Regions from separate parts of the Mus musculus genome. Here region 1 is linked to region 2. The links are chromatin contacts, called in public HiChIP or PLAC-seq maps. All regions are on one chromosome and are shown on one strand. Each heading gives the region's core, a stretch centred on a gene start, on an enhancer-like site or on the middle of the called end of the contact. The rest is flanking DNA. Distances are from core to core; before and after follow the strand shown.

Region 1 (6,554 bases), core at 1,209-3,708, 1.0 Mb after region 2:
TTCTTGCATGAACTTACTTCCTTGTCATGGCCAAATGTCAGGTTCCTGCCTGATGCCCAATTCCCCGTCCATGGCCAATGTCAGATTCCTGCCAAGCGGCCCCCAAAGGCTCTCCACACCTTCTCAAAGTAATGCTGGGCTTCAGTAATGGCTAACATATACCAGCTATGAAACAGATGCAGCTATATCCCCCGGGGCCCCATGTGGACGGACCGCCAGCCCAAGAAGCGAAGTTTACGGCTTCCTTGACCTCCATTCCCATCCCGGTTCACACCTACAACCTTCCTGACCTCGAAGGTCTTAGGACAACTCTGTCCTCCTAGGGACACACAGGAACCTCCCTTCCAGGATGGAATTTCTGACTCAGATGGTGGGATTTCAGGTCCTGGCATTTTCTTGGGGGTGACTTGGAAGCCAAGTGAAGACAGAGATGGTTCGTTGGTCATATAGCACGATGGTGGTCTGGCCTGCTCAAAGGTGGTGCTCTTTATTCCTCCAGCCCAGAACATCCACACTGAATCCATCCTCAGGTTCCAAGCGAGGTCATTGCCTCCCACGTGGAAGATTCCAGGTAAACACGGGTTGAGTTATCACCATTGACTGTGTGTCTGCTGTCCTGGCTGAACTAAGATGGAAACTGTGGGCAGCTGGGTGTTCTGCCCACCAAACTTCTCAGCAATGTGGGAAGCACCACCCCACGCCAGCCCTCCAGGCCACCCCACAGGGCAGTAAACACTGTGGCCAGACTTCTGGGCGGAAGCCACCAAGCACACAGAGGAAGCCGGCTTGTGAGGAGGCTTTGAAAATGAACTGTTCAAAACAAGACTTGGGGCCTGGAGGTGGCTGAATTGGTGACGTGCAGGCCACACAAGCTTGAGGAGCTGAATGCTGTAAGAAGCCAGGCAGTGTGTACCTGCCACCCCAGCAGAGGAAACGAGAGGATCCCGGGGGCTCACCAGCCAGCCAGGCTAGCGGACCTGGGAGCTCCAGGCCAATGAGAGACCCTTGTCTCCAAAATTAAGGTGGGAAAGTGACTGAGAAAGCATTTGACATTGACCTTTGGCCTACACACACACACACACACATACATACATACACATAAACATACAAACACATGAACACACGCATGAACACATACACACATGAATATGCACACACAAACACATGAACACACACACACACACACACACACACACACACACACGCATGAACATGCACATACATGCAAACACACAAACACATGAACACCCACACACACAGGAGAGGGTAGGGCAGCTGTACAGGCAGCATAAGGGGACAGGGACAGTGGCCTTGGTACATCCATGCTATTGCTCTTGCTGTTGCCCCTGGCTTGCTCTGAGACTCATGGGAAACAGCTCACTCAGCCTAGAAGTGAGGGAGAGTTGTGCTTCCATGTCAGAAAACCTTGGCAGCTTCAGAGTAGCTGGCAAAGCCCAGGAGACACGCGGAGGAGCTCTCTGAGGAGCTGAGGCAAAAAACAAAACAAAACAAAACAAAACAAAAAAACCCAGCTACTGATGTGTAATGACTGCGGGGCCTCCTCAGGAATGTCTCCCCTAACACCCCCTTTTGCTGCCACCTTCCCTCACATGGCTTGTTCTTCTCTCTCTCTCTCTCTCTCTCTGTGTGTGTGTGTGTGTGTCTGTGTGTGTGTGATTGTTTGCAACAGCAGACAGGTGGACACCTCCTAAGGAAAGCCACAGGCTACCCACATGTTCCACCCTGTCCCTTCTGTGTGTGCCAAGCCACAGGGCATCTCTTCTCTCTGAGCCCACCCTGCCTGGGACTGAATACTGAAGAAGACAGGGGGCAGTATCTCAGAGCCCAGATGAGCCTCCTGCCAGGTGGATCCATTGTCTCAGGCTGGGGAGCGGGGGCGTCTAGAACAGGAGCATCAGTGGGAGAGCACCAGGGACCTTGGGACAGGGTAGGGAGACTGAATGCAGATAGATGGCCACTGGGTGCTCATGCCTAAACACCTGGAACTCTCCAGGAATTTGCATACATTCTCTCCCTGCAGACTCTCAAGGGTTCAGGCATGCCCCATTCCACAGAAGAGGAGATTTGCAGAAAGCAAGAGCCCTGCCTGCAGTGAGGCCCACTGTGAGCTAAGTACAGGACACAGGAGAGTGTTAGGCATTGGCCCTAGGAGGTCTGGAATCTGCAGGGGAAGGACATGGGGGACATTGATGCAGGGGTGGGCCTCCTAAGGTCCTCGAGATTTGAGTGCCACCCAGTGTGTATGCAGAAGGGGCGTAGAGGAAGAACAGGGAAACCATTCCTAATTTTCTGTGTGTCCCTGGGTAAGTCACTACCTGTCTCAGGGCCTTGGTTTTGCCATTTGTAAAATGGGTACTGGGACTGGCTAGGATGGAAGACTTCCTGGCACTGCAGTCTAGCAAGGGGGACAGTCAGTGCAGCATAACCCATCCCAGGGCCAAAGCTGAGGCTGAGCGACCTTGATGGAATGTGGAGCACCCTCAAAGCGGCACTGGACACTGGGCTCAGTTTTGGAGATAAAGAAGTAGGCTGGGTAAATTAATCTGAGCCTGTGCGTGCGTGCGTGCGTGCGTGTGTGCGTGCGTGCGTGTGTGTGTGTGTGTGTGTGTGTGTGTGTGTGTGTGTTGGGAGAGAAAGAGATGGAGGGGGGAGTCCAGATGGGTGTGGCTCTGGACATTAGGAGAAAGCCCAGAGTCCAGCACTACCTTGATCCTCACTCACTGTGAGTAAGAGTCTGGTATGCACAGCTCCCTGCCGCAGGGCCTCTGGCGGGAGGAGGGTGGATCCCTGCCAGGTCTCCTGGCTAGCACTGCCCCCCAGTGGCCGTCCTCCGTGCCCAAGGGCCTGGGGCTAGAGTAGATGGTAAACCAATCACAGGGCTCCACTTACCACCCAGGCAGGAGCGCATTTACCCTCTGGGAAAATGAAAACATTTCTGGCCTGAGACCTCCAGACCCACGGAGTTTCGGTCAGCTTGCAAACGGACACTCCACCCTGCCTAGGGGAGAGAGGGGCCGCCTCCGGTACCATACCACCAGGAGCTCAAAGAAAATGACCAGCACCCCAAAGTCCTCCACCTGAAGATACCTCTGCTCTGCCACCAGCTCTTGGTGGCCTCTGCTAAGTCATGCCCTGGCAATAGTTCTCAGTCATTTCCTGAGGGGTGTCAGAGCTCAGAAGCAACATCTTGTGAGCTTAGCACTTCAGGGTCTGATGGTAAGGACCCAGGAGCTGTGTCAAGTGACTTCTCAGCATTCCCCCATGGAGGGACACCCTCGGGCCTCCTCTAACACTGAGGTGAACTAGAGGGGGGAACCCAAACTGAAGCCTCCAAGATTTCCAGAAGCAGGAACCCACCATGTAGCAGTGGGGGCTAAAGGCCAATTCCCACCCAATGGGGCACTTTGTCAGGATCACTGGGGATGAGGGAGTTTTGGGAGCAAAGAGCTTGGCAGTGAGAAGTGGAGGGACCCTCATGGTCAGAGATGCAACAGAGGATGGGGTCAACAGGTAGGGAGAGTTTTCAATGGCTGGTCAGAAGTCAGCCTCCTTTCTGGATTCCTGAGTGGCATGTCAGGTGTCCAGTTATATGCAACTTCCTGATAAGCAGTCATGTTTGGAACATGCTAGCACTAAACACTAGAACCCACACTAACTAGTGATCTGCATTGTTATTTGTTAGATCTGACAGCGATGCTAAGCTTATCTTTCCTTGTTGTGGGGCTTGCCTCTGCTCAGGGCAAACCTCCCTTCTCAGGTTGTTGGGTCTAAAGGGTCTGGAGAGCCCATTGCCTGGATCCTGCAGATGACCTCAGTCTGCAAGGCCATCCAAATGAGAGGGAGTGTCAGCTCAGACCCTGGCCATCTGTTGTGTGTGAGGAGCTGGCCCCTCAGGTGTTTGGTGTGGATATTCCCTTCTATTAGGTCCAAATAGGGAAGGCTTAAAGAGCACTCCGGGGTCTCTGCTTCCTTAGTGAATCTTAGATCTTACCTCCTGGGTGTTGCTCCAGGTCCTTCAGGTAACCCCATATCTCTGCCCCCCACCCCCCACCCCATGCCAACAGGAAAAAAGTCCATTTGGTGGTTACATCCTAGGGCAGCTGCCTGAGTTCGAGACCCCAGACCTGGAGTGGTGAGCCTATGCACTTGCATGCAGCCAGCACGCCCTTGGAAAGAAGATCGATGGACAGCCTCTCCTGGGGACAGAGGTGCACAGCAGGAGGGATGGTCATCTCCCTTGTCTACTGATACACTCGCAGAACCTGGTAGGCCCCGAGGCACACCCTGATGCTCTCCCTGTCTCCTAACCCCACCACGGCCTCCACAAAGAGTTCCCAGTCTAGCAGGGTATTGTCAGGTCAGGGTTGCTCATGGAGGACAAGAGAGATTGCTTCACACTCTCCTGAGGCAGGCCTTGGGCAGTGGGATTTTCCCTCACTGCTTCTAGACTCAGGGAAAGGCACAACAAGAAACCTCTGTGGCCTCTGACTTGATCAGTCTCAGGGATCAGAAGAAGAAGGGGTAGAGGGGGAACGGCATGGCAGCCAAAAGAACCCCAGGGTCACCATGAGGCCTGTGGAGCAGGCCAGAAAGCCCATGTGCATAGGAGCAGAGGGTCTTGTGGTCTTCATCACAGCTCACTGCAAAGCTCAGTCACACTACAGAAGAGATTACTCTAAGGACACATTCATGCATGAATGAAAACCTGCGTTCCATCCCTAGAACCCATTCGAAAAGTACAGCTCTGGTGGCAAACACCCTTGTAATGCCTGCCCTGGAGGAGTGAGAAAATCCCTAGGGCTCGCCAACCAGCAGCCTGACTAAATCAGTGGGCTCCATGTTCACAAGCAACATGAATGACTCCTGAGAACAGTGTTCAAGATTGGTGTCTGGCCTCCACGCTCGTGTTCACAAATGTGCATGCACACACTTATACATGCACACGAACACACATGCCTTCCACATGTGTGTGCACACAACACACACACACACACACACACAGATATTCAAAGACAGAGAGGGAGGAGGGAGGGAGGGAGGGAGGGGAGAAAGGAGGAAGAGAGGGACAGAGAAAGAGAAGGAGGGAGAGATAGATATGTAAATAAATTAAATACTACAGAACATCTTGCAGACAAGTAGGTAAATGTGAACACAATATCTGTGTCTTAGTTAAAATAGTCATCACATCACAGCGAGGAAGCATAACTGTGACACACGCTGTGATGCAGATGTCCTTTTCCTCCTAGGCCAGCAGCCCAGGACACAGGGGACTTTGTGGCATATTCTGGGACCAGCAGAAGTGCGCACACACCCTTGTGAAGCATACAGCCAAGCTGTGAGTGCCTACGCACCCCACCACTCACTCTGCTACAACCCTTAGCACTGACTGCCTGGACAGTTGGCCACTAAGTCTAGCTGCAGTCTAAACAGAAAGAGAGATGGGATACATTTCTGAGAAGGAGTGGGTGACATCTTGACCCCATTAGAAAGACAGAAAAGTTGGCTCTCAGGTTTACACTTTGGGCTGTGGCTAAGGATGACCATACCCTGCCAAGAAGTTGCTGAAGTAACCCAGGGCACAGTGGAGGGGTCAAGAAAGAAGAAAGGGAACATGAGAAAGAGTGGGCTTATAGGTTAGCTGTGCTTCTTTGTGGGCCTGGTAAGCCCAGACACAGTTGAGGATCTCAGGATAGCCAGTGAGCGCTGAGAAGCTGGGTCTAGACTCGGGGATGCAGAGACTATGGCAAGTCCTGCTCCTGAATGAATCACAAAAGCTGAGTCCAGTTTTCCGAGGAACATGTCCCTTGGCACCTGTAGAGAACACACCCAGTCCCTGGTCTTACCTTGGAGGAATAATTGAACACTCTTCTCCCCATCTCTAACTTTCCATCTCCTTCCTCCCTCTTTCTAGACCTCCACTTTATTTTAAAGTGCCATGGCTCAAACCCATGGTTTTGCACGTTCTAGGCAGATCTTCTATCAGCAGGCACAATTCTCAGCTTTTGAGAGACGGGGTCTCCCTCTATATCCCAGGCTAACCTTGAACTTATGATCCTCCTTGATCAGCCTCCCAAGTATCTGAACCTAAGGATGTATGCCTCCAAGCCTTCCCACCTCTACCTAGAAATGGAGAAAATCTGTACTGAAAACTTTAAGTAAAGAATGAATTAATTGCCCTGGTGGTCCAGCATCCTGAAAGAACCAAGTTATTTAATCAAAAAGACCGCTCTTTCACTTCAGGAGCCAAATGCAACAGAGTGTCCTGAAAAGATTATGATGGTAACCAGCATAAAAGCAGGCCACCTTCTTGTGAACAGTGCCAGCTTTTCCAGGGTGTCCCCTGTAACCCAGTTCTGCCTGCTCTTCTTCTCTGGGTTATTCTTCACCTGTCTAGAAAGCAAAGACCTCTCCAACTCTGTCACTGTCAGGCACAGGAAAGGGAAGGTCACAAGGAGTCATTCAATTAGCAGGTAATTGGTGGAGAAAAGTCCAGCGCGTCGTTCACAGGAGCTCAGAACATTTACTTTGGGTGG
Region 2 (7,646 bases), core at 3,786-6,285:
TTGTGGGGTGTGTGTGTGTGTGTGTGTGTGTGTGTGTGTGTGTGTACATGCCCGGTCAATGTTGGGTGTCTTCTACTGTTGTCCTTTACCTTGTTTTTGAGACTTAGGTCTCTCACTGAGCCTCTCACTCCCATTTTAGTGAGATGTGCTGGTCATTGAGCCCTGGGATTTGCCTGTGTCTCCCTTCCTGCTGCACTGGGTTACAGTTATGTACTACACAACCCCTATCTTTATGTGGGTGCTGGGGACATGAACTCAGGTTTCCATGCTTGTGTCGCAAGCTCCTTGCTCACGAATCTAGCTTCCGGCCCTGTGGACATTTAATTACTTCTGGCACCTACTTGCCTTCCTGTGGTCTCTGTTGTAATGGTCTATGTAAAACCTGTGGGGGAGCCTGGAAGCCAAGGTGCCTGCTTGTGCTTCCTCATAGACAGCACAGTACGTAGTTATTCAGTTACACTTTAAAAGTGACACTGTGAGGTCATGTAACTTTTAGATACAGGCATGAAGCCTGGCATGTGTGCATTGTATATTCACAGGAAATCCACTTTGACCCTAATAATAAGGAGCACTTGGTTATTATAATCATCAATCTGACCTATGAGCTTCTCTCAGAAATATCTGGAAAATTGCTGTATTTGACTACGAGTTCTTTGATGAATTTCTAAGCTGTCCTTGAAAAGTGAGCTTTGGGCTACTTTTTAGCTTAAGTTTGTTTTGTCCAAACACTGAGCATTCTGCCTGTGGCTCACTGGAGAACATTACCTGCCCTGCTTTCCTCCTAAGGAGTGCTGGGATCCTCCAGTGTTGGGACCTCGAGCCTGGCTGTGGGTGTGAGAGGTACAGGGGATCAGAGCCACCGCTTTGTAGCACTCAGAAGTGGCCTGTTGTACCTGTGTTGTCATGCTGGGAGCCACGTGTGTTAAACTGTCTATCCTAGGCTTTTTGGATAAAGTGTGCCCTGTGAACAGGGTAGCTTCATCCAGAGCTAGTGAGAGAGCACTAGTCCCTGCAGGAATGGTAGGTGGAGGCTGGACGGGCTCCATGCTGACCCCTGGGAAGCTGAGATCAGTGTTTGCTGTGTGGGTGTTGCTAGCCATCTCATGGGGGACTCTCCTGACATGGAGTGAGCATAAACCAGGAGGTCCTTTCTTGTCTTTTTAAAAAATGATTATTCTGAGATAGAGCCTCTGTTATTTATCCCTCGCTGTCTTGGAACTTAGTCTGTAGACTAGTCTGGCCTCAAACTCACAGGATCCACTTGCCTCTGGTGTGTGCCACCACTCCCAACCTCATGTCCTGTTGTCTTAAGGAAGAAGTCTTTGGGGTCTGAGCATCTCTTCATGGATCCACAAGGGTGTCCTGGACATGTCAGGTCAGTTTCCCAGGTTGGCATGGTTACTGCTCCTGATTCCAGGCACTCACTGTGTCTTGGTTTTCTAGTTAGTGAAATTCAGGCTTGTACTGTCTGTCACTAGGCGTTCTTGTAGCAACAGCAGTTTTCACCGCCTAGGTTAGATCAACACCAGCTTCGCTGCACACCTACCATCTCCTAGCATAAGAGTTTTATTGTCCCGTCACACTGACAGGAAAACTGAGGCTTGGCAAGGCTACATTGTCCCCAATACTGGGCCATATGACCTTATCACCTGCCCAGTGGCTGGGCCTGTCAGTCACATGTGCTCTCTGAAGAGCCTGTCTGTCTTCACCCACGTCTGTGGTCCAGGCAGGCCAGAGTGAGTGCAGCAGCTGTAGACAAATGGCTCACTTGCTTCTACCTTGCCCAGGCACCCAAACAATTGTATAAAAACTGTGCTTGGGGATATGGCCTCACAGTTCACAGGGCTCAGATGGTCCTGGATTCTTGGAGGCTGGTCTCCTGCCCTACCTCCTTTAGTATGCGTGTCCTGTCTCCTTCTCACAGGTCTGAGCAGCAGCTATCCTAGCACCTAGTGTGGGGAGGCATGTAGCAGGTGTTTGGGTGCAGCTGCAGGGTGACTACACACAGAGAAAGCAGCAAGACCTACATCTGTTAGTCTCCAGAGCCTTTCCACCTCTCCCCACTGATTACAAAAGAAGTTTGACAGGGGCAGGTACTCAGGCCAGAGCCTGCTTGTGTATTTCACGTAAACGTCCATGGCAGCTCAGCTCTCCCACGCACAAAACCCATTAGGCAGTGCTGTCACAGGCGGATGATGGCGGGCAAGGTCTCATGTTGACGCAGACTCAGCCGGCTGATTTTGAAGGCCCTGTCACGATTTTGTTTTGAAGGAGTTCTCGAAAATGACAGGCTTCATTTCAAGGGTCTTTGTTAATCTAATAGTGTCCCTGGCTGAAATTTGTGGGCTGTTTTTCAAAGCTCTTGTGTGCTAGGGACAGAATGAAGACAATTTCAGCCTCATTCACGGCATAGAATATGCAGGCAGATACATGCTCTGGGAAGCTGGCTGTCCGTGTGAGCTGTGCAGGTGGGTAGGGTTAGACCCCAGGCCCTCTGAGGCCTCCTTCTGGACATTTCTACCACAGATTAGATTTATAAATTAGATTTATGCAAGTACAAAATGAGTGTGAGGCTGTCTTCTGCACAGTGTCCTGGTGAATGTGCACCTAGAGCCCCCAGTGGGGGACTTGAGACATTAACAGATAGCTGTCTCTTAGTTTTTCTGTATGAACCTAAGCTAGAGTTAATTTTTTTTCTGACTCACTAACTTGCTGTTAAAGGCACAAATTAAGCCTTTTGGAAGAATCCATAGCAAAACTGTCAGTCGGTGTAGAAAAGATAATGGAGCCCATGTTGGGTTGTGTTCGTAGGGTTGTTGTTTTATGCAATTACAATTTACCTTGTTTCTCTTTTTCTGGGTTTTAAGAAATCTAACTAAGAATGGGCCTCCAACTCAGAAGAGTTATTGGTTACTTTTTTTGAATGGCATTGCCCTTTCAGAGAGCAGTGAACATCCATCTTATAAGAAGTTATAAATGTGTGTTCCAGATTCTCTGAAGAAGGGGTGCATCTCCCCCAGCCAGCACGTGTTGAGTGCTCTCCTGCCCTCTACTGGGTGTGGCATGACAGGGAGGACTTGAGTGCTGTTGGCCTCAGGTCCCACAGCTGGCCTGTTCTGGGGCCTGCTGGACCCTCTGCCATCCAGAGCCAAGGCCCCATCTAACTCATGCTGCTGTACCCAGAAGAGTAGCTCTCTGCCTCATTTATTGGACCAGGCATTGTGCCATGCACTGGGGACACAGGAAGCAAAGACAGCTTATGCCCTGGCTATGCTGCCTGGGTTGGGTTTTGACTTACCCAAATCCTAGGAGACTCTGTACCTATCACCTACCCTGGTGGCTTCTCTTGTGACAGGTATTGATGACCTAGAAGCTTGCCCGATTCCTTTAAAGACCATCCCTCACCAGCCACCAGAGCAGAGCCATGACTTCTTCTGAACCCCCAAGGCCTTTCCTTATCCTTCTTGGCACTCCTCTAACCTCCCTGCTGCGCACACATGTGCACAATACTCACACACTCGTGCATACACACCAAGATAGGATCTCACTGTGTAGCTATCGCTGACATGGGATTTGCTATGTAGGACAGGCTCCTCTAGAGGCTGTGTCACGAGCCTTTACTGAGCTGTTTAGTTTTTCAGAAGATACAGTTTTATGTTGCTCTGACTGGTGTCCACATTCAGTGTTCCCCAGGCTGACCTTGACCCTAATCTCTCTGCCTTCCCCTCCAAGTCCTGGGATTGCACATGTATACAATCATGCCAGGCTTTATGTGACTTTTCCTTCATAACCTGGATGTCTCTTTCTGTCTTCCCAACTACATCTGAGTATTCCTGTCTGTCCTTCCTTACCCCTCTAAGGTGCACACTGCCCAAGGATCCCTCCCTGACTCCCCAGGCCCCCTCCCCCAGTACCTCCCTGCTGCTGTGTTTCCTCTGTCCATCATAGCACTTAGGTGCCACCTGGACCATTTCCTGATGATTTTGAGGAAGGGACCTGTGTTTCTTAGTCACTGCTGTACCCGGTGTGATCACAGTAGGTGGCACATGTTTGGAGTGTTGTGAATACTGCAGGAAGGAGCTGTCTTGTGCTGCCCCTGCAGGTTAGCTGTGGCAGTCCAGGCTTGAGCTGGAGATGCTGGGGAGGGCTCCTGGCCTCATTTTCTTGAGTAGATGGATCCTGTCACTTAGTATCCTTTCTGGGCCATGGAAAACTCGTCTAGGTCAAAGTGCAAGTTCAGGGTGTCTGGGCCAGTGCTGTTGTGAGAGAGCTGGCTGGAGTGCTAGGCTGGGCAAGCCTGGTGTCTGACTGTTTCATGGACACCCTGACCTCCATGGATGCAAGAAACCCAGAGGCAGGCTGGGAGGACTCCTTCTGCAAGCCTCTCTTTTTCAGCCCAGAGTGCTGGGACAGTTTCTCTGCCAGGAAGGCAACCGGTGCCTATTCTGACTGCCATTCTGATCCTGATGGTTCTTTGAAGGGTAGGAGGTTCTCTTGAGAAGACCCAGTGTTCTTCCCTTATTCCCCTGGTCCCCCTGCCAGAGAGGGATCACTGTTCTCCTGGGAACATTCCCTAAGGTCACTTTCCCTTCAGGAAGCATCTGTCATGTGCTCAAACCAAAGTGTTGAAGCCACTGGTGCATATGAGCAAAGTGTTGAGAGCTCAGCACAAGAAGGAGGTGGAGGCTATGTGGTCCTGGTCTCAGGTCCACCCCTCCACCCCACACAAGACAGGAGGCAGAGGCTATGTGGTCCTGGCCTCAGGCAGCGAGGTAGATCAGTTAGCCGGCCTGAGCACCGCTACTGGCTTTGCCAGTGATAGGGAGAATGCAGGCAGGCAGGTTTGCTTCTCTGAGTCCTGAATGTTCTACCCTGTGCTGGTCAGTCAGAGGTCTCAGTGGGAGTGTCACCTGCTGCCTGTTTGGACCCTCAGTTCATCCCTTTGCTACTCAGGAGAATCCTGGGGCTCGCTGGCTGAGGCTGCCGCAGCCTGGGGCTTCTTCCTGGGAGGTGTCCTCCCCACAGCTGCCCCTGTGAGGAGCCATTGCACTCTCTCTCTGTCAAGTAGGGTGTTTTAAAATCTGAGACGTTTCTTCCCAAAGTACTGTTTCTCCACTTTTATTCTTCGAATAGAACTTTAATTCAGTTGCACATTCATATTTAAAATCTCATAGGAATTAATTTCATGAAATCGAGTTGTTTTCCTTCCTACCTCTCACAAAGCAGTATCACCAAGCTTCCTTTGGTGTCTTTGGCGTCGGCGTCATCATTATCCCCCGAGCCGCTCTGACTCATCTAATGCAGTTTTCTCCAGCAAGCGTGTCAGCCTCGCTTCCCATCAGCCTTCTCAGATCCTGCCCTTGGTGAATCAGAGTATGCCGCTGACACTGGGAACTTTCCACCTTGCCTCAGGCACTCATTTGTGAAACTTTGAGGTGGCTTATCCCCTGAGTTTTAGTCAGGGCTGTAGAGCAGGACCTGCCATACATCCCAGTGACCCTGCGCTTCATACAGGGTACTTTGTCCCCTTCTCCAGGGGCCTCACTTGTCTTGTCACTGGCTCCTCCATTCTTGGGGATGAGAAGTGATGCAACAGAGGCCACAGGCCGCTTGTGCACCCATCTCTGTGAGGTAAACAGACTCCTCTAAGGTGGGTGTGCAGACTGAAGGGAAAGACAGGAAAAGGAATAGTTTCTCAGGTCTTAGGGGCATCATAGGGGCATCATAGGGCTTCAGAAACCCACCTGTCCCTTTTACAAAGCAGAGCATAGCTCTTCTGGAGATACCCGTAAGCCAGACTCCATCGTGAGAGAGGCCTCAGCAACCCTTCACGTACACAGCTTCCTAGTCTCAGGAAGCCAGGGCTCCACCATGTGCGTTTGGAGACTGGCAGTCTGAGATCAAAGTGACCTCAGGAGGGGTTCCCTGTTTGTTGTATAAAACTACTAGATCGCTATGTTCTCACAAGGCCTTTGCAGTGAGTGTGCGTGCGTGTGCGTGTATGTGTGTGTGTGTATAGGGGTTTCACGCTTCACATCCTATGTCAAATGGTTGTTCTTATAAGGATAGGAACCCTGTGGGATCAGGGCCCCAGCCTTAGGCTATCATGTAATTACATCCTTAGCAGCTTATTCTAAATGCAGCCATGTAGGACTCTGGTGTAGGAATTTGGGAAAGATATGGCCCTAAGCATACCCAGATATTGCCTGGTCCTCAGAGGATCTCAGTGAGTTTGTGTTGTGACTGAGTCTGAACGAGTACAAACAACGAGATAGAACTGGTCTCAGAGGTACTACCTAGCTGCCAAAGTCCCAGGAGCCCTTGGGGCAGATGACCTCCTATCCTGAGCCTGCCTGAGCTCTGACTGCTGACTCTGAAGAATATACCAGATGAAGGCTAGGGACAAGACCTACTGGTTGGAGCCTCCACTTCTGACACTCCTCCACCCCTGTCACTTCTGAAACAGGAATTGTAACCTTTGACTTAGATGAAACTCAGCTCAGTGTATGTTCATAGCAATGTTTGTCTTGCCCTTTCTCTAGCCAGTGCACTAGAGCTGATTATTACAAGTTTGAGCACAGCCTTGGCTACGTAGTACATTCTAGGCTGGCTTGGGCTATAGGGTGAGAGTCTGTCTCAAGTGAGAGCTGGGCATCTAGCACAGTGGTGGAAGTCTGCATAGAATGCTCAAGGCCTGCTTCTGTCTCTGGCACTACAAAACAAATGAAGAAACAGTGTCTTTCTGGTACAGAGAGATTGCTGACCCACTGAGTGTTGGTTTACTTAGGTGGATGCTGTGCAGGATGGCTGTGTGTACCAAGCCTCACAGCTTATACAATTGAGTGCTGCCTCCATTGCAGAGGACACTGAAGCACAAAAGGAAAGGGTGGCTTGCTATGGGTAACTCAGGGAAGGACCTGTATCTTGCTAAGTGGGAGCAGGGACCAATGCTGAGTAGTTCCAGGAAGTGGGGGAGTCTGCACAGAGCAAGCTTGCCCCTTGCTCCCTGACTTGATGAGTATGCCTTCTGCGATGTGTAACTGGGGCCCTGGAGGTTGCTTACTCCCCTTCGCAGTGGGTCATTTTGGCCACTAACTCTTGAGATGCTCAAGATGACTTTAGCCTGTGGGACATCGCCCTGGAGAAGGACTTCCCTCTGGTATTGGGTTTCCATGTGACCAACCGCTCATAAGTATGTCCTGAGTAAATCAGTGAGAGAACACGCTAACCACACTAAATCAGTGAGAGAACACGCTAACCACACTAAATCAGTGAGAGAACACGCTAACCACACTAAATTAGTGAGAGAACACACTAACCACACTTCCATGTTTCAGCCGCTGCCATTTCTGCTAAGCCAGTTCACCTGTCACTCCAGTTGGCTCCTGACACATGTGAATAGGTACACTCTGATTTTATTAGCGTGATTAATTAATGCATGGCATTAAAACATTGACATGGATTGATCTGAGTATCTTTACCATTGGCACCTCAGTTAAAAAAAACCAGTAGTTTTAGAGCGTTTAGACTTAATTATATTTCCTAAAGGATTTTTCTAGAATCATATAACTGCCCAGGCAAGGTACTTCAATTCTCTAGTTAACTAAAAGAAATTGTTTTTTTTTGTTTGTTTGTTTTTGCTTAAT

Evidence for each region. HiChIP or PLAC-seq counts read pairs in DNA pulled down with a chosen protein or histone mark.
Region 1: a CTCF HiChIP or PLAC-seq map of the NIH/3T3 cell line shows a contact between it and region 2, with 6 read pairs. The contact joins two enhancer-like sites. A contact is called at or near these places in 2 of 15 datasets of contacts at CTCF or cohesin (the NIH/3T3 cell line and pro-B cells), 1 of 484 Hi-C or Micro-C datasets (pre-B cells), 4 of 115 datasets of contacts at active chromatin or transcription factors (differentiating embryonic stem cells, embryonic stem cells and large pre-B cells) and 1 of 9 other capture datasets (embryonic trunk).

The regions. Positions count from the first base shown.
Region 1 is chr12:109,956,078-109,962,631 of GRCm38.p6, forward strand. No RefSeq gene overlaps it. Among named protein-coding and RNA genes, the nearest start is that of Gm34554, 37 kb to the left of the region's middle. Within about 2 kb of position 2,459, at least 31 of the 459 cell types and tissues checked have an H3K27ac peak or open chromatin away from gene starts, as enhancers often do. A contact at or near this core is called in the NIH/3T3 cell line, where this site is marked.
Region 2 is chr12:108,937,371-108,945,016 of GRCm38.p6, forward strand. The region is part of intron 2 of Wdr25 (WD repeat domain 25); the gene reads left to right. Among named protein-coding and RNA genes, the nearest start is that of Wdr25, 47 kb to the left of the region's middle. Within about 2 kb of position 5,036, at least 33 of the 459 cell types and tissues checked have an H3K27ac peak or open chromatin away from gene starts, as enhancers often do. A contact at or near this core is called in the NIH/3T3 cell line, where this site is marked.